2 separate regions of the Hordeum vulgare genome follow, and region 1 is linked to region 2. Evidence: chromatin contacts called from public Hi-C data. All regions are on one chromosome and are shown on one strand. Each heading gives the region's core, a stretch centred on a gene start, on an enhancer-like site or on the middle of the called end of the contact. The rest is flanking DNA. Distances are from core to core; before and after follow the strand shown.

Region 1 (6,339 bases), core at 1,403-3,902, 110 kb after region 2:
TCTGAAGTTTAATAAAAAATGGTATAAGTCACATTTTTTGAAGTTTAATAAAAAATGGATATGATGCCTTGTATCACATATGCACATGGGTATACTCGGTTGATGAAATGACCGTATGACTCTTATATGATTTATGGAGGTGGTGTATCGAAGCAGGCCTTTAACTATAATATTTTTCTTTTAGAGTCATGTAGGTTTAGTATTTTTGCTCGTCTCCTGCCACACGGGTGTGCGAGGCGGTTTTGACTAGCGTGAGAAACCCTATCCACCGTCGTCGTCGTCAAGAAATCCAACCTTTAGACGCCGTTTTCCAACTGCTCTCCTCCATCCACGACCTTTTGGTCGTCGGTCGTGAGGAGGGGGGGGGGGGTCATTGGATCCCGCGCGTGCGTTTTTTTTTTGCTTTAGGTTTAGGACCCTAGGAGCTTAGGTTTTTGGATCATTCGATATTTTGGCTTCGCTGACGGCGATGACGATGTTGAATAAAGAAGCACCGGATTCTTCTCTGACGAAGTGATCGTCTCTATGCTCGGTGATGGATTTGGAAACCAGTCTGTTCAAGCGGGAATATTGTGGCGGTGACAATATCCTTGTGGTTGACTTGTGTCCTCGGGAACCGCCATTGCGACGGCGTCTACTCCAGCGTCGGTGCAGAGCTTGGACGGTAGTCGAGGAGCGTATGCAGATTGTGGTCTACATCGACGATATCTGGAAGACGAAACGTGTCCTGGGTTCGTAGTTGATGGATGACAGGTATGGTTTTCTCCTTCGGCATCTTAGTCGTGTTGGGGTGTCAGATCTGAAGTTCGATGGTATGTCGGGGGTGTTGCCCTGGTCTGACTCGTTCAACGGTAATAGCTTAATCTTTAGTGAACCACCTTGGAGGTCCGCAAGCTGCATATCAGCGATGGAGCTGCGTTGAATTTGGATGATGAGGTAATCCGTCATTTTGTTTTCTTTGACGACTCTTGTCGTGGTGCTAGAGGGGTGACGAACGTTGATGTTAAGCTCACCAATGTTATGTTATTTTTTTAGTTTTATTATGTCGTTCTTTACGTGACTTTTAATTTAATCTTTATGTTTTGAATGAAACACATATTACCATGAAAAAGGAAAAACTATAATGGTTTTTTGCGTTCAGGAGAAAAACTATACTTTTTTTGAAAAGGAGGAATACCCCATCTATAACTATATTATTATTATTACTCGAAACGGATCGATAGCTATAATATAGGTAGTTTGATTTACTGCACTTCATCGAGAACTGCTGAAAAAATAAGCACAATACAACAGCAAAATTCAACCGTACGTGGAACTGTTATAAACTCATCAAGGTAATTAAGCAAGAATCTAGACGTTGTCGTTTAAGAAAACTCTCACCACAAGAATCTTAGCTTCCAGCTCGGGAGGCTCAGCCTGTTGCTGTTGCTTGGTTCACCAGTGTCGTTACCAGAAACGATGGCAGCAAGCTGCACTCTTGGTCCATCAGAGAACCCTCTTGCCTGCTTATAAACCACATAAACAGCTAACACCTCGCATGATTGAATCCACGGGTACATATTAAAAATTACCGGACGCATACCCTAAAATCAACGGAGTGTAAATTATTCGGCACTGTCTTACTCGCACGACGAGGGGCTCAAATTTACCTGGCCGTCGCTTTCTAGTCGCACGTCGACGACATGGACAAGAACACAAGAGAAAATGATGCACATATTTCCTCAACAACGAAAATGATGCATATATTATGTTCCAGAGAAAATGATGCACATACTTCCTCAACAACGAAAATGATGCATATATTATGTTCTCTGGAGCCTTGGTGCCTATGCATATATTTTGTTATTTAGTCCCATTTTTACATGCATGTCACATGTATACTGACCAAAACTATCCTTCTGCAAGAATGAAGTTCAAATCCTCTACTAGTAGGACTACATGACATAAAAGATTCGCGCGTTGAGGGCTGTGATCCGTCTGTAATTTCCAGTGAAATTGGACAACCATTGGATGCACTTATTTGAATGTACACAGGCACCCATTGGCAAAGTCAAATTAACATTCCGTAGTCACCAAGCTAATCCGCTGCTTTGTTTTCTTCTTCTGAATGCTTCTTCTTCTTGGCTCAGGAGGAACACACCAACTTGGTTACTTTCCACCCCTGAAAATCTCAGCAGGTGGAACAAGACGCAGAGTCGTAACCACGGTAAACACATGCGGATGAATCATGAATGGATATACATCACTACAGTTGTACTTAGAGATAAACATCCCGTTGTTAACTCTCACAGGGTCAGGAGAACAATCCAAACCAACAGGTGGAGGGTGCTTTCCCCTGTTCTGCTCCAATTATGGGCGGTTTACCCTCCAGGACACGTTAAGCACTTACTTATCCATACCATACCGAAATGTGGATGGGAATATCGGCGAGTGCATGGTGTCATCAGGCAAGAACATTTCCCTCTGTGTGTGGCTGATGACGATCAGCCATTCACAATTCATGGATAAAACTATGATACAGAAGGCCTTGTGTCCCTGTCTCTCGAGAATCGCTGCTGTTGACAAGCATGAAAAGCCAGGCCATATCTGAAGAAAAAGAGAGAGCTGGTGGCTGGCGCTGCGTGATGAGTCGTTGGTGGCTTGGTGGCCGACGGAATCTTGTGTCCGGAGATGATAGGTTGCCGGGGAATCTCTTTGATATCTCCTATAGGGGACTCTGTTGTTTACTGCCAATGGAAACTTCTAGGCCTCGGATTTTGATTTTCTGACTTTTGATCGGCGACTCGAGTTGATGCCAGCGCTGATTTGACATGGTGTTTGTCGTGTCTATTTGGCATGCCCAGGTACTAAAAAAAATTCGCAGAATAACCATGCAGGGAGCACCTGCAAAAAAATTAAAAATAAATCCGATAATTACCAGCCGTCCGTTCCTATTTAATTTGATGAATAAGTCAATCTTGCTTTGAGAAGAGAGAGAAGAGTGAAGACCGCAGGCAATCCGCGTATTCTTTAAGAACTGAAGTGTAGAACAATACTAGGTCTATGGTATTTCTCAATAATACTCCTATAAGGATATATTACAACGAGGGAACAAAAGAAGAAAGAGACGGAAATTGTTTTTGGAGGCCGAGATCCATGGATGCCTTCAAATGTAAAATTCAAATTTCATGTTTTTAATTTATTTTTACATTCCAAAAAATTCTGAAAAAAATACATAGATAGATGGAGGTATAATGCACAAGTGTGTAAGTTTTCAGAACTAAATACGTTGAAATGTGGGTTGTACAAAAAACAAATCAAAGACTTTTTAACACATGATACTATTCATCTTTTCAGACCATGAATTTATCTTTTTTGTACAAGTTGCATTTCAAACTATTTTGATCTGAAATTTTACACACATACGGCTCACATCCTTGTTTAGTTGTATAGTTTTTTTCAATTTTTTTTGAAACCAAATTTTTTGAAATTTGATTTTTTTTAAAATTTTGACATTCATGAAAGCCGAGAGCCAAAACGCCATTCCCAGAAAGAGAAGACTATATAGTCTAGCTACAAATAAACAAAGGAGGTCAACTTATTCCAGTTCTGGGCAACATTGTTGTCAAAACAATTCAGAACTTAGGGCATCTTGAACGCGGATTCTTAAATTCTCGGCATAGGTCCGGGCCGCGTGGTTTTGACCGCAGAAACCATCCAACATGGTCATGTATCACTCTATCCGACGGTCGAACGTGTTTTCCCCTGTAAACCATAGACAAAGTATACGTGGATTGCTGGGGGGGGGGGGGGGATCCGGACCGCTGTCACGCTCGTGTCTGACTCTCCTGGCCCTCCCGCGCTTTCCATCCAATGCCCGCGAAGCTTGCCACGTCGCATTCATGCCTGCTTGCCGTGCCACATTCATGCTTGCCTAGAGCATGCATCGTCCGGTATTGATGCCCCCCATTTGACCGGATGGGAGGGTCGCGTTGATGGACATAACCTCCCGGGTGTCGTCGCCTCAATGCAGACGCTGCGTCTCGAGAAACCAACTCCAACTCCGGTTGCTGCGCCACATTGAAGCGGGTTGACCGTCCCTTCGCGTGGCTTGTCCGCGACTATTTAAGACGTGCATCGCCGACACACATAGCCGCTCTACCCCCTCCCTTTCCCATCATCGTCCCCGAGCCCTGCCTCATCTCCCAGTCCAGCGGCCATGCCGAAGTCCTGGTTCTTCATGCCGGCAGGCGGATGCGGTGGAAGCTCCACTCATGCAGATCTTGGCGTCTACACCCTCACTCTATTGGGCCCTTGGCATCCATGGCGCTCGGCTCCTCCGGCAAGGAGGAGATTGTCATCTCCTTCGGCAACGAGAAGGACTAGGGACCGCAGCAGCAGCAACAGCAAAGGGTGTAGTTGCGTTTCTATTTTCCTTTTGCCATTTCTTTGTAACCAAATGTTCCAGCATCCAAGAGTGATGATACCCAAGGCAATAGGTGATGGTAACTGCTCAAGAGCAAGGACATCATCATCATAAAATCAAATGCCCCTTCGCTTATCAACGATTAAGAAGTCCCAATAGGTAAGAGCAAAATTACAATCCCAAAATGAGAGGTGCATCAAGGTTTCCTCGGTATTATGGTCACATGGGGTGTAGTTGTACCTGTTGATATGGAAACCCTTTCTTTTGAGCAGAGCTTTAGTGTTAACTCTATCATGCAAAGCCAACCAAAAATAGATTTGTGTTTATGTCTATTGCCATTTTTTCAAATGTGTTGGAATATCACCGGAGCTTGGAACTTTCCCGTAAGAGCATTATACATTTGAATGGTTGAGTTTTTCTTGGGATTCAGGTTGCATATCTAAATATCTTTCCCAGATGCTTGTTGCTATTGCAACAAAAGATCTTCCAACGGTGCCAGAAACAAGCGTGTTGACGGGAGACTATTCTTGTCTTGATACTCTTCAGCAACGGCGCCAGGAATCCTTCTGCTACGGCTACGCCTTTAGGGAATTCCTTGGCAAATATGCAAAGGATTCCCCCGTGGCCTTGGAGCCTTGCGTTGGTGTTCCCTCGAAGCGGAAAGGGTGATGTAGCACAGCGGCGGCAAGTATTTCCCTCAGTTTTGAGAACCAAGGTATCGAACCAGAGAAAGGATTGCATCAACTCACAAGTACCTGCACAAACACAAAGAGCTTGCACCCAACGCTATGAAGGGGTTGTCAATCCCTTATAGATTGTTTGCAAAGTGAGAACTGAAGCAACAAAGAAAACAAAGCAAAGTAAAAGTGAAAGTGGAAACGATAGTTGTGAATAGACCCGGGGCCGTAGTGTTCACTAGTGGCTTCTCTCATGAAAGCAAGTAGACAGTGGGTGAACGAATTACTATTGAGCAATTGATAGAACTGCGCAAAGTCGTGACGTTATCTAAGGCAATGATTATATCTATAGGCATCACGTCCAAAACAAGTAGACCGATACTTTCTGCATCTACTACTATTACTCCACACGTCGACCGCTATCCAGCATGCATCTAGTGTATTAAGTCCAAAAGAACAGAGTAACGCCTTAAGCAAGATGACATGATGTAGATGGACAATCTCATATCTACGATAAAAGCCCATCTTGTTACCCTTGATGGCAACAACACGATGTGTGCCTTGCTGCTCCTTCTGTCACCGGGAAAGGTCACCACACGGTATGAACCCAAAACCAAGCACTTCTCCCATTGCAAGAATCATAGATCTAGTTGGCCAAACGAAACCCAAGACTCGGAGAGACTTACAAGGATATCAAATCATGCATATAAGAAATCAGCAAAGACTCAAATATAAGTCATAGATAATATGATCACAAATCCACAATTCATCGGATCTCGACAAACACACCGCCAAAGAGGATTACATCGGATAGATCTCCATGAAGATCATGGAGAAATTTGTATTGAAGATCCAAGAGAGATAAGAAGCCATCTAGCTATTAACTACGGACCCGTAGGTCTGAAGTGAACTACTCTCGAGTCATTGGAGAGGCGATGATGTTGATGTAGAAGCCCTGCAACTCCAAAGTCCCCTCCGACAGGGCACTGGGAAGGGTCTCCAGATGAGATCTCGCGGAAACGGAAGCTTGCGGCGGTGGAAAAGTGTTTTCGTGGATGCCCTGATTTTTTCTGGATTTTTAGGGAATTTATAGGCCAAAGAGCTAGGGCAGGGGAGCGCCAGGGAGGCCACAAGCCTGGTTGCCGCGGGCCCCCCTGGCCGTGGCAACAGGGCTTGTGGGCTCCCTGTGGGCCCACTGCCTTGGCCCTCAAGCCTCCCAATCTTCTTTCGTTTTGGAAAAAAATTATTTCGGGGATT
Region 2 (6,815 bases), core at 3,752-6,251:
CTTTCACGGCAAACCTCAAACTATCAGTGGGGCATTCAAGAAGATAGTAGCCACCAATCCGCAGAAACTGTTGTTTGATCAGTAATTTAGTAATTGTAGCTATATATTAAGGTTAAATGTTGAAAGCAAGCTTCATCATAAAAACTATACCTGATACTTAAATGAACATCCCTCCTTGAACTCCAATAAGATCCTTGATGTGCAACCTTGTTCTTCACCAACGGTATCAATTAGAACAGTACCATCTGACCCACAGGGATAGCTAGACACAAGATTGCCAGAAAGACTGGTAGTTCCGAAGCTTAGGGAGCATGGAATGTGACATGGTTTCTCCATAGTCACTTTTGAATCAGAACGTGAACGAGTGCTTGCCATTTTAAAGCTCTCGGCATCTTGATCAGCAAACTTTAAATTGTATGGCACTATCACGCCCTCAGCATACAGGCCAGGACCTGGCATGTTCCTATGCTGAAACTGCAATAGCAAAATGACATAATGAGAACAGAGTCAATTAGTCACTAATTGTGGGCATGATGATGCTAAAAACGCCAAGATTATCAGCAGAACGCAAAAGAAGTTTACTCACATTATTGACTGCGGGAAAAATATGTGACACTTTCAGAAGGTGGAACAGCCTGGCGGAGTTATTAGTTTGCAAAGGAATTTGCGAGGGAGGGCCAATGTGGTTTAATTCACTCCAGTGCACTATAAGATAGATCTTGAGATGATGCACTCTTTTTCGGTATGAGAGCTGCTGAAACACAGCCTTACAGGATAGTGGATCAGCAACACCATAATGATCTAGGTATGCCACTGGGCCTTCAAGAGCTAGTTTGCAATCATTTATCTGGGTGGCAACAGGATAATCAGAATGCTGAACATATGGCACAACAAAATGGTTGAGAACAATGTTAAATAAGCTAGTACAGTATGTAGTTTATTTAGCACAAAGCAGAACACTTAAAAAAGCCTAACAAGCTCAAAAGGCTAATTGACTAATTGTGGAGGAAGACCAGTAGCACCATCTCTGCTACACTTTTTCATTTCAGTTTACATAAATGTGAGAAAAGTTAGTACAGCAAACACAAATGCAGAAACCGTAAATGTTAGGAGTTGCTGAGAAATTTTGTATGAGTTATTCTGCCATACTGTGCAAGACTTTTAATTTATAAAATTATATAATCTTGTGAACATGAGGTTCCCATCAAACTGTAGATGCTGTTCATCTCAGTTTACTGGCAACACTGTGTAGAGAAAATTAAACCAACAAATATGTGCCAAAAAAAACTCCTAGAGCTTGAATGCCTTGACCTTGATTAGGCAGGTTGACGCTTCATGATTTCCAATGATATTACAACAAAATCAAAATCCCATAAATTGTATTTATACGAGTTATTCTGTACAGAAACGAATACTAAAAAAATTGTACAGAACAGAGTTTTATTCATACCATAACATGTGTCGTACTATTTCTTAACAGTACTGACAATTTAATGTTAATTTAATGAAGCGAATTGATAACTGAACTGAAGTCACAGCATGCATCACTTTTTTGTGAAATGTCGTACAGTAAATTATGACAATCACCTCATAGATGCCATTCATGCAAACATTTGGCGGAAGATCAGGTATAATAACATCTATACATCCTGTGTCATCAACCAACTGCAGCCTCAATGGCAGTGAGGATATCTGTATGCATCAAAGACACGGTCAGCAAGTGCATCAAAATCCAAGATCTTAACATTAGGTCATGAAACCGAGTAATCTCTAACTTCTGCAGTAAATACAATTAATAAAATTAACTTGTTTTTTTTCCTTGAAGAAGACCCGAAGTGCGTGTCCTTTTGCATTACAAGAAAGCATCAAGATGACATGGGTCTTACAACACAACCAAAGAAAGGAAAAAAAACAGCAACAAAAACAAGCCTAGGCTAACCAAAACGAAAGGCAAAAGAAAGCAGAAACGATGAAACCGTAGACCTAGAGAGTCCATCTACAAGCCACGTCTTTATTTCAGAAAGCTTTGTGGGAAGTTGAAACTGAAAGACATTTACCATCTCCCAGCCGTATACTTTCAAAAGTCTAAAAACAAAATGACACTTGGCAACATGGTACCCTCAAATCAGTTGACATAATCTGTTTATAAACTTGTCTGCATGCAAATCATATTCAATAATAAGCCGGCAAAAGTAAAAGCATCTGCCAACAATAATACATGGATAGTTTATGACAAGCTTCTAGGATGCCACAACAAATGCAAAATATGAGTGTTCATCTATCTAAATAAATTGATTGAGCGGGTTTCCACCTCCAATTGGTGACATCAATTTTACTTCTGGTATGTTACAAGGACACTGGAAACAGACTCTTGCAGAAATGTAGGGAAAGGCTGCGTACAATAGACCCAAAGTGGTCGGACCCTTTCCCGGACCCTGCGCAAGCAGGAGCTACATGCACCGGGCTGCCCTTGATGTTACAAGGACAGATGGACTGAATAAAAAACAATGTGATTATTTTTGAAGAAGATGCCATAAAATTTTCAAAATAACCTTCATGCATCCCACTAATACAAGGCCCAGATCACCAGTTGAAATTATCCTTCTGCTAGTAACAGGATGGGAAACCCCACCACATAGAAACTTGTTAGATCCCAGGTTCTTGCCCAGTTCTTCCGCGTCATTCCAAAATCTGAGCATCATTGATATCCACAATGATTCCACCTTGCAGATAAAATTGGCGAAGGGTATTGCCTAACCAAAAATAATTGGCAAGTGAATAAACAAAACCAAAACAAATTTATTTTCATGCATACCGCGAACAATAAAAGGAGAAACTATTACCAATTTACAAGCTTCCAATATTGATCCTGTGCTTGAACCGCCACAATCATGATTGCAGAATTTCATAAGGAAATCATGCTGCGCAACCAGATTCAGGTAAGCAATTCACACGGAAAATAGATTTTGAACAATGAGAAAGGATTCCCGAAAGACGTTTATTCTACATATTCTATATATGTTTCAGGGGGAAATATTATGGTGAGACTGAAAGGCTAGTAGAGCAAATATATATTTTGTCGAGGCAATAAGAAAGGTTGACTAGATTACTTTACACTGTGAAACAAACAGCTGTTATGCACATGCAAAAATGAGCAACACTACATCATTTACTCGTTATTTGAAACACATCACACATGTACTGCTAATGAGCTTGCCTGAGGTTCGAAACCCTTTGAAGAGGGAACTTTAGCAGCATAGGTATGAACCAATCCTTGCTTCTGTTGATACCTTGCAGTTCAAGAGATTAAGTTAAATAAATTAGCAGGAAATACAATGGGGTAATATATTATTTACTCCAGTTAGCAAAGTTACATTTTTCGAGCCCCAGATCTCTTTCTTGGAATCTAACTTGAATTTCTGTTTAAAGCACGATGTCAGAAGTAACATCCTGGAAAATGATGGAACAAAAGATGAGCATACCATGAGAACAAATATGTCCCTTTTCAATCAGGTAAGCATATCATGGAGAAGTAGAACTATCAAAAATTCATACCAAAATTTACCAGGCAGCTCCAAAAAGTTAATAGACTTGTCCAAAAGACCATTATTCTCTGCCCTTGTATGACATCTGCACCAACAGCAAAAAATGTTGAGTGATGCCAGTAACATAAGATACTGATATGCCAAAAGTCATATCTTACTTCGAGTCCACCACGGAGAAAGCATTTACAGTAATGCTAGTTTTACTGCATGTTCCAAGTAGAACAACTGTCGTCCAAGCAAAATTTAGACGAACCACTCGAAATTTCTTCACAGAGATCTACAAAAGAACCAGAACAGTCACACGCTGGCATTTAAAGCTATTTAATCAAAAAGTGAAGAAATTGCAAACCAAGGTTCAAAACAAATTAGCAACATACAACAGCGCCAACTCGAAGAGAATGTGACGGCACAAGCCGCTTATCATCAATTAGCAGCCACGCGGTCTCATCCAGCTCAACCAACATACCCTGCATGTAGATTCCAGAGACAACCCCAGTGTACACTCCACTGCACTTCCCTGGCAACTCATCCAATGGTGGAACGCCCACATAGGATGGGCACCATGACACCATTGTTTCAGTTGATGACACCAACATGGTGTACGAGCCCTTCTTCCCAACGGAGACCATTTTTTTCTTCAGCCCCGTGACAGAAACCGGCCTGCCAATCAGTCGTGCCAGTACGGGCCGCCACCTGCTTGCCAAATCCACAAAGTATACGAACTTCTCCATCTCAAACTTGTGACCGCGGTGAGATTCTGGCTGTGATACCTTGCACTGGCGGCACCCACAGCACATCATCTCTGCTATGAAGCCGACCAAGTCACCCTTCTGTGTGGCATGCGGCACACTGAACACCACGCTCACCGACCTCACAACCCCAAAAATGCGGCCGCGGGTGGCTAAAGCAGGCTCCGCGTCCACGGAATTAAGCGGGATCGCTGTCAGGAAGCTAGGGCCGGGGACGGGGACCGGACCAGGAGCATCTGCCAGGCACCATCGGACTGCCTCGAGCACGCCGACTTCGTGCTGGCGGACGGGGGGAAGGTAGTTCCAGGCGAGGACGAGGATCTCGCGACCGATGGCGGCGGGGTCGAATTCGAGGAGGTAGCAGCAGACAGAGGAGGCGGAGGAAGGGTCCGAGAGGGACAGGCAGTGGTTGCGGCAGGCGTCGGCGGAAGGGAGGGAGAGGGTGCCGGCGAGGAGGACGGGGTGGGGGATTGGCGCGAAGGGGGCGGTGGTAGGGGCAGGATTCGTGGCGGAGAGCTTAGGCTTTTTGCGGGGCTGCGAGGTGGTGGCGGCGGGGAAATGAGAGGGAGAGGGGGAAAGAAGGGAGGATGCACCAGTGGTGGGGCGGCGGAGGCGGAGGAGGTCGGCGACGGCGAGCCGGCGAGGGGTGGATGCCTCCGGCGGCGGCTCCATGGTTAGGGATTGGGACTGGGAGGGGTGTGGGTTTGGGAGGGAGGGGAGATGAGTAGGCGGGAAGTGAAACCGAGAACGAGAAGTCGAGTGGCGGTGTGGGGCCCACTTGATCGTGGGTTGACTGGTCAAATGAGCTGGGCCTCGCGTTCACCTTCGACCTTCCATGTACGCTACCGTGTGGAGGATCGCCCATTTCTGCACACGGAGGTTAAAGTTGGCCAGATCCGGCCTGGCTTGTTATCAGGGCGGAGACGGGGGACGAGCAGGGGCCTGCCCTCCCTCCTCCAAACAATCGACAAAACCTGAAATACCTAATGTATATTTGATCAATATATACTAGTATGTATGTATTTGGTCTCCTCTATCAGTGTCCATATCCAAATCCTGGTTCCATCACTGCTTGTTCAAGACTGCGAGCCGCGGTGCAAACCAGTAGGTTGGCGCATGCTCGTCGAGTTTTCTATGTGCGGCTTCGATCATTTTGTTTATGGTAGTGTTTGCTTGGGATTGTGCTGCTACTTGGCGTTGGTGGCCTCGGATCCGGGGATTGTTGACGGAGGGGCCGACTCCGGATGAAAATCATGCATCGACTCGGTCGTGGTCGGCGGTAACGGCACCCTAGGGTGTCGTCTTCCTTCTTGAAGGTATCGTCGTGGAGTCGTTTGTCCTTCCTACCATATAGCGTGTGATCTCTGGGTGAACACCTAAGATCACGCAGTGCCTGATCGGGTGACGACAGTGACTTCAACATCGTTTCCTCTTTGAAGGCGTCACGTTGGAGATCCCGACGATAGGTTCTGATGATGTTCTCGATTGAAGGTGGAGTGTGGCTTTGTGATGCTGTTGGCGGGTCTTTTTTCTTTCTTTTCTTTTTTGCGCTCCCTTTTACAGTGCTTTCCTCCTTAGAGGGCTCTTGTAAAATCTTCTTTTGATCAATGAATTTGACAGTTTTGCTGCTGACATTCGAAAAAAACAACTTCTTTTCAATAAAAGATTAAAGGAAATCGTTTATCTCCAGCCGGATGATAATAGGGACACTTACGTCGCCTCGTCCTGGCAATGCGTGTCGTGGGTGGCGTGTCTCCATCGTTTTCCTCGTCTCCCACCACTCACCATTGAAATCTTATCTCCTTGTCGGAATCCACATCTCCTTCCACCGACGCAGCAACAGAAAGCCTTCATCGGTTACCGGCCCATCGACGGTAGCCACCACTGTAGGAGCTAACCAATCACCGGCGGATCTGCAGTGCAGTAAACTACACGCAGCCCGTTGAGCCGGAGCCCGTCGGCGCTACGTTGGAGCTCCGTCGGGGCTGCAATGGAGCTTGGCCGGAGTTGCAATGGAGCTTCGTCGGAGCCGTCAATGTTGTGTTGGAGCTCCGTCAGAGTTGCGATGAAACTCGACTGGAGCTGCGATGGAGCTTCCCCGGAGACGCAACCGCTGTGTTGGAGCTCCATCAGGGTTGCACTGAAGCTTGGCTGGAGTTGCAATGGAGCTTCGACGGAGTGTCGGTGTTGCGTTGAAGCTCTACCAGATCTGCTCTACCAGATCTGTAATGGAGCTCGTTGGACGCCCTCGATGCTGCGCTGGAGCTCCGCCGGGACTTCAATGGCGATGTGTTGAAGTTGTCACGCTCGCTGCTGCTATGATCCAACGGCAACTAGCACGCTTATCGAAGGGCTGAATAGGCGGATGATTTCTCTAAAATAACATTCGGTTGATTCGTAGTAGCCCCAAAGATTAAATCTACTTATTTATCTATTCATCTTCAATCACGACGGTACAACCAATATACTCTCAAAAAAATACATACAGATTCATAGCCCACCGGCAACGACTACAAGAACT

What was found. A called contact is a pair of places that touch in the nucleus more often than the background predicts.
Region 1: a Hi-C map of leaf shows a contact between it and region 2, with 6 times the contacts expected there. The contact joins the enhancer-like site here to the promoter of LOC123395590 in region 2. A contact is called at or near these places in 3 of 6 Hi-C or Micro-C datasets (leaf, seedling and an unstated tissue).

Annotation. Positions count from the first base shown.
Region 1 is chr5H:412,778,084-412,784,422 of MorexV3_pseudomolecules_assembly, forward strand. No RefSeq gene overlaps it. Among protein-coding and RNA genes, the nearest start is that of LOC123395590, 110 kb to the left of the region's middle. Within about 2 kb of position 2,653, at least 2 of the 3 cell types and tissues checked have open chromatin away from gene starts, as enhancers often do. A contact at or near this core is called in leaf, where this site is marked.
Region 2 is chr5H:412,661,498-412,668,312 of MorexV3_pseudomolecules_assembly, forward strand. LOC123395590 (CST complex subunit CTC1) reads right to left here and starts at 5,002. Exons shown (of 16, transcript XM_045090610.1): 1 at 3,923-5,002; 2 at 3,704-3,822; 3 at 3,556-3,630; 4 at 3,375-3,450; 5 at 3,218-3,280; 6 at 2,844-2,921; 7 at 2,553-2,753; 8 at 1,588-1,692; 9 at 587-847; 10 at 151-474; 11 at 1-67. The coding sequence starts at 4,966.